Linked DNA regions of Mus musculus: region 1 is linked to region 2. A link is a contact called in public promoter capture Hi-C data. All regions are on one chromosome and are shown on one strand. Each heading gives the region's core, a stretch centred on a gene start, on an enhancer-like site or on the middle of the called end of the contact. The rest is flanking DNA. Distances are from core to core; before and after follow the strand shown. Region 1 overlaps Dst (dystonin). Region 2 holds the start of Prim2 (DNA primase, p58 subunit).

Region 1 (3,029 bases), core at 507-3,006, 280 kb before region 2:
AGATGACATGACCAGTTAAGTCAGGAACACTTGCTATCTGGCCCTTTACAGGGGCATGCTTTCCAGCATCTTGAAGGGTCTTGAGCACTTCTACCATAGACTGAAAGGTATCTCTGTCTTGGCGTTTGGGTCCCCCTCATCTGTCCTCTCATCAGCAACCCGGTCTATGAGAGACAAGGTTAGAGAAGCTTCCCCCTGGCAGCCATGTCTGCTCCATCTGTTTGACGTTTCGCAGGCAGATTAAACAACATCTGTTCTGTTTTTGCAAACACATAGATGATACTACCAAAAATGCATTTGCCCAGCTTTTCTAAAAATGATTATACCTATCCCCTAGTGGGTTTTCATACTTATGCTGTAGTACTGGAAGAAAAAGAAAGCTTGCCCAAACTAATCAGCGTTGCTGCATTTAAAACGCTGTAATCATTGACCTTTCCTACCCTGGCTTTTTTGGTTAGATCAGAAATAATCAGCCATTGGAAGATGGAATCTTTCTGGGAGAACTTCTCCAGTAGGACCTCTGTGCTGAAACTGACCCATACTGTTTTTAGCGTAAATTCATCAATTCCATGTTTTCTTTCTTTTTTTTTTCATTTAAATGAACCCCTAAAAGAAAATAAGCATGCTTGGCCTTTAAAAGACTCTTGAGAAGCACCCCAATGTTGCATTGCTACTGCCGTTAAAAGCGGAGTAAAGATTGCGTAATATATAAAGGTAAACAGGAGTAGCTTTCTGGATGCTGTGAGCCTCTGCTCAGATTCCATTCCTTATACACCTGCTTCTCCAGTTGCTAAAATTCTACCTGGAAAATCCTTTCTGCCCACTAGGTGGCTGCTGGTCTGATATCACACCCTTCACCCTGCCCAGGCCTGCCCAATGCCACTCAACAAGGAGAAGGGCCTGCTTCCAACAGGACAGCTCTGATACTTCCCAGGAGATCGGTGGGTGTTCTTGCAAATGGACTCCTCTTCTAACTCAGTTTCTCTCTCCCTCTCAGCAGAGGAGCACTCTCCAGCCAATATGCAGGCAGCCTCTATCTCAGGTCACAGCCTGTCCCCTCAGAAAGCCGACCCGAGACACATGAAGTCTGAGCTCCTAAACAGTGCCAGCAGTGACACTTGGGGACCTTATTCAGTAGTCAAGGACACAAAAGAATCAGCAACAAAAAGCTTCTGCAAGGACAGCAAACCCATTAATACAAGGAAGAAGAACGGTGCTAGAGCCCTGCGCTAATAGCACAGACTTTAATCCCCGTATTCAGGAGGCAGAGACAGGCGGATCTTGAGATTAGGCCAACCTGGTACACACACACACACACACACACACACACACACACACACACACACACACACAAAACCAAGCTGAAATGTGGTGGTACACACCCATAATCAGAGTACTGGGGAGTCTGGGCCAGGAGAATTGTGAGTTCAAGGCCATCCAGGGCTACATTTTAGGAAGACTCTATCTCAAAAAAGAAAAGAAAAGAGAAAGAGAGAGAGAATGACTACATAACACTGGCCACAATATACATCTCAAACAGGTCCAACTATGCTGCAGAAACAGTAGCCATATGGCATAGCAAAGTGGGTCACAGATAAGAATTCTAGAAGCATGCTAAGATGCCATACAGTTAAAGACAGTAAGAAGGAAAGACCGCCTGCTGAGCAGGCGCAGAATCAGTGCAATCTGCTCTGGCAGCAGCTAGGTCTCACAGCCCTGGGCCCAGACAGTCATGCGCAATGGCAGGCTCTATAAATAGCCCCGCCACAAGCAAATCATAACCCAGCCTTTGTAATTACAGATGAATGTGAGCTCAATCTGTCTGCATGTGGCCCTCTTCAGATTTAAAGAGTCACAGACAATAGTCCCTAATCCATAAATAAAAAGTCACCATCGTAAAAACGTGTGTGTAAAAAATCCTTTCCAAAACAAGACACCATGAGATGTGAAGGAAATAAGCATATTTTATGGTGTGTTCACAACATCCATGGCACCCGGCTTGCTCCTACTCGCGGCTCTGCAACCTGTCCCAGATCCAGCAGCTATAAACTCGGAGGAGCTAAAGGCAAGATTTTATGGTGAGATGTGACTATATTTGATGAATGACACTTAAAAAACAGGCATGAAGGCCTGTCGCAAGTGAGAAGGCAGTGCAGAGAGGTGTGAGAAACAAAGAGGATCATGGGAGAAGCCAGGCAGGAAAGCAAGCAGAGAGGTGGGGCCAGGGACACAGGAAGCCGAAGACAAAAGAACAGGAGGGGCTTTGAAAATTGAAGTCATACTAAAGACCTAAACACTTCTTCAGTATCTCAGCTGCAATCCTTACAGCTTTTCCAATGGCCACTATACACTCAGAGTTGTTAAGACACAAAAATAAGCTTATAAGGTTAAGAGACAGAGCTGGGTTGTGGTGGCAGCAATGGCACAGGACTTTAATCCCAGCACTCAGGAGGCAGAGGCGGGCAGATCTCTGAGTTTGAGGCCAGCCTGGTCTAGCTTTATAGCTAGTTCCAGGACAGCCAGAGCTACACAAAGAAACCCTGTTTCAAAAAATACCAAGAAGGAGGGAGGGAAGGAGAGAGAGAGAGGGAGGGAGGAAAGGAGAGAGAGAGATCGATCAAGTAAAAGATGGAAACACATAGAAACTGAACTGCCAACACAGTGGGGGAGGGAGGATGTGTGGCAACACAATCTTACAACTATGTCTGTTATCAAGGGCATCCTCCAAATATCTGTTCTCAAAGAACAGCTTCATCTTGAGGTCCACCTATTTCTGGACTGTTTCTGGAAAAAGATTCCTGAGGTTGATGCCAGCCCTATCCTAACTTGGGCAGTCTCAGCCACAGAGTAGATACTGTAGCACTGGCTCAAGCAGAGAACAGACTGGACTGAGAGGAAGCAGCAAGACAAGCCTGCGGCACGCAGAGGCCCGGGTCTGCACAGCCACCAAGGGCATGGTTGCATAAAACACAGGAACTGGGGTAAAGGTCCCAAAAAACCCCGGCAAGTCCTCCTGTATCACCCTACTC
Region 2 (3,171 bases), core at 46-2,545:
TATATATTCAGATATTTAGTTTTGTTTTCTTTTTATTCTTTGTGATTTCACTTAAATTTCCATGGTGTCCTCATTCTAATCACGGTATCTCTCCTTCTGTGCTTCAGCCCCCCCCCCCCCCCACACACACACACAAGGCAGTTAATATATTTTAGGAGTGTCTATGGATTTGGTGATGATAATTGTATATAGGCCACAGAGGAGAAGTGAGTACCCTACTGTCATACGAAAGAAATCAGGCCAGTGAGGTTGGCAGAATGGAGTCCCCTGTCAGGAATCCTTTGGAAGTCACCGTTCTTTTATGTGTAAATTGGGGCTAATTAACTAGAGTCTGTTTTGTGTGGCTTGAGAATAAAAATTGACAGATAAACAGGTTCCGTTTCAAGGGACAGCCGCCGATTTAGTCTATCTTAGGTGGGTACTTTGAGGCTTCAAAGTACTAGGATATACTATGCATTTCTAAACCCGACCACTCCCAGCCCCATCCCAGAGCTTGTGGGTGGCTTTTGTAGGGGGACACGCCGCCTCGAACACACTGTAGACCGCAGCGGCCGTCCAGGCTCTTAGGACGCCACCTAGCTGGCCTCGCTGTGGTCCCGGAGCGCTTTTTGCTAAGTCCTGCAGGTTCCTCCGCTCCCCGAAGTCTATGCTCGCTCGCGTGTTCCCTGGCGAGCATCGCGCGGGGACGAGCAAACCGACGTCATTCTTACAGCTCTTTTCTCGTCCGGAAGATGAAGGCAGCGTTGCTAACAACGAGGAGGGACAGTCCTTGTGTCGTGGGCAAAGCGGACACGGCGGCTCCTTCCCACCTCCTGGAATGACAGAGGGGAGGCCACCCCCGGTAAAGCGCCCGCAAGCTTCCGGAGCCTCAGTTACCCTGACTCTGGCTGCAGCGCGGGAATGTTTGCCGTTTGCACTGCAGCCCCAAGCCCAAAGGCGTCTCCGCGCAGAGAGGGCACCTGGGGTTCTGGAAAACAAAAACAAAAAACCCAACAAAATCTCCATCACTTGCATTCAAGATATCTTAGGGCGGGTGTTGCGGCTCAGCCTAAGCCCAGCACTTGTGGGAGGTTGAGGCAGGAGGATCGCCACCAATTCCAAGTTAGCCTGGGCTTCGGTGCGAGACATGGTCTCAAAAGAACTCACATCCGTCAACAAAACAAAAAACAAAACCAGCATCAAAAAGTCGGTCGGCGTGCAAAACGCTCCAGACGCGCACTACCTTCAGTCGCTACCGCGCCACACCGCGGTGGGCGGGGCGCCAGGGGGTGGGACCTCTGCGCATCACTTCCGCTTCCCGTTCCAAATGAACTCTCCCGCCACTGGGAGAGAGCGGCTGTCAGCGCGGGTGTTTCTTTCAGCCTGGCTGCTGGCTGGTTAAACAATCTACTGCGGCTTTATTTGGGACGGAGAGAAGCCGTGGAGTTGGAAGCTTGTGAGCTGACCTGGTGGGACCGAGTGACAGGTGGTGTCGGGTCGGAGGGAGGCTCCGGGTGGGATGGCGGGGAGGGCGGCCCGGGAAGGCGCTGGGGCCGGAAGGGAAGTTAAGGCACTTTTGACTATTCTGGAAAGGCTGGATTCCAGAGTTAGAAGTACGAGAAGTAAGCCTCTCATCTAGGTAGAATCTACTTTGCTTTACCTTGATTTCAGGAATTTAACACCCCCCTCCCCTCAAACCTCATCTTGTCTTGGGTTCGCACATGCCTGAGGGTGGCAGGCAGCAACACTTAGTGATCACTCTTTGGCTTACAAGGGCCACCGTCTACATATACCCCAGTTTGAGCCCTTCCCACATTCGCCCCTGTTATTACAGATGTGTATAGAAAATCTAGACAACACAGCAGGGTCTAGGAATAATCCCTTTAAAAAAGTCTGTGCATCCAATATTTTGTGTTTCCATAAATATTTACTCTATTGACTCAGCCTTTTTCCGTCATTTTAACATATATATTGCGTTGCCACCTAAGCACTATATATTGCAATATATACTATATAACATATATATATAATTTATATAATATATAATATAAATATATATTTATATAATTTATTTCACTGCTTTCAAAAGGTGGTCAAGATGCAGTTCTCAGGAAGGATCCGGAAGAAGCTGCGATTGGCGGGTGACCAGAGAAATGCTAGTTACCCTCACAGCCTTCAGTTTTACCTGCAGCCGCCTACTGAAAACATATCGTTGACGGAGTTTGAAAACTTGGCTTTTGACAGAGTTAAATGTAAGTGGCATTTAAAGTCCAATGTTTGTGTCCTTGAGAAGTGCAGTTATCACACGATGAATAAAGGCAGTTCCTCTTTGTTCAGCAGCCCATTCAACATCCGTTGGTGATTTGCTGTTGAAGGTTTGTCATTCACTTCTTCACTGTAGTATGCACATTGAGTACTCTGCTTCCAGGTGGCAGGGACTTTGTAATGAGTAATGCAATTAAGGTCTATGTTGAAACTGTATTTGCTATGTGGAGACAGACGTGTAGAGTTAAAATCATACATCAGATTACTTTCTGCTTTGATAGAAGTAAATATTAATGCCCCTGGAGTGTAAAAGTGAGAATAACTAGCTTAGTCTACTTAAGGAAGGTTTCCTAGAGAAGTTGGAATTTGGTCTGGTTTCTGAAGAAATGAGCAGACAGTAGGGATTTCCCAGCAGAAGCAGTGAAGGGCTTTTCCAAACTGTGATAATGGTCTCTACAAAGGCTTGCGGCTGTGAAAGAGAGCTATGCTTCCGGTGTGAGTAGTTGAGGGAGAGTGGAGACGTGTGGACATTTGAAGGCATATTATAATGCGCAGGACCGAGGTGTGAGAAGGATGCAGCCACTGAACTGGAGGCCTCTTATCCTTTGTGTGTGAGAGAAGAAATGAAGGAGCTAGCTATGAACTGAGACAAATACAAGCCCTCTTAGAGTTTATGTTCCAGAATATTCTTGCTGGAGTAATCAGGAGATGGGAAAACACTGTTCATTTTTCTTAGAGCAGCAAGATAAGAGCTGTCAACGCAGGAGAAAGCACTTATTACTGTCCAATGTAGTGAAGGCAAGAGGGGGGGAAGGGCACAGGAGGCTTAGCAGTGTCACATGTTTCCTAGTGGTTGAAACCCTTGGCTTCGTCGTGTCAGATGGAACCGCAAGGACCCCTAAACAGTGGTGGTGCTAGTGAAGGGCT

Evidence for each region. Promoter capture Hi-C pulls out the DNA fragments that hold promoters and counts their contacts.
Region 1: a promoter capture Hi-C map of hippocampal neurons shows a contact between it and region 2, with 2.3 times the contacts expected there. The contact joins the enhancer-like site here to the promoter of Prim2 in region 2. A contact is called at or near these places in 5 of 39 promoter capture datasets (the 3T3-L1 cell line, cranial neural crest, embryonic stem cells and 2 more), 3 of 484 Hi-C or Micro-C datasets (the HPC-7 cell line, cranial neural crest and embryonic fibroblasts), 4 of 115 datasets of contacts at active chromatin or transcription factors (bone marrow-derived macrophages, embryonic forebrain, embryonic stem cells and 1 more) and 1 of 9 other capture datasets (adipose tissue).

Annotation. Positions count from the first base shown.
Region 1 is chr1:33,945,883-33,948,911 of GRCm38.p6, reverse strand. The region is part of intron 2 of Dst (dystonin); the gene reads right to left. Among named protein-coding and RNA genes, the nearest start is that of Dst, 39 kb to the right of the region's middle. Within about 2 kb of position 1,756, at least 55 of the 459 cell types and tissues checked have an H3K27ac peak or open chromatin away from gene starts, as enhancers often do. A contact at or near this core is called in adipose tissue and hippocampal neurons, where this site is marked.
Region 2 is chr1:33,667,918-33,671,088 of GRCm38.p6, reverse strand. Prim2 (DNA primase, p58 subunit) reads left to right here and starts at 1,295. Exons shown (of 14, transcript NM_008922.2): 1 at 1,295-1,465; 2 at 2,069-2,231. The coding sequence starts at 2,078. 1700001G17Rik (RIKEN cDNA 1700001G17 gene) reads right to left here and starts at 1,265. Exons shown (of 1, transcript NR_033199.2): 1 at 377-1,265.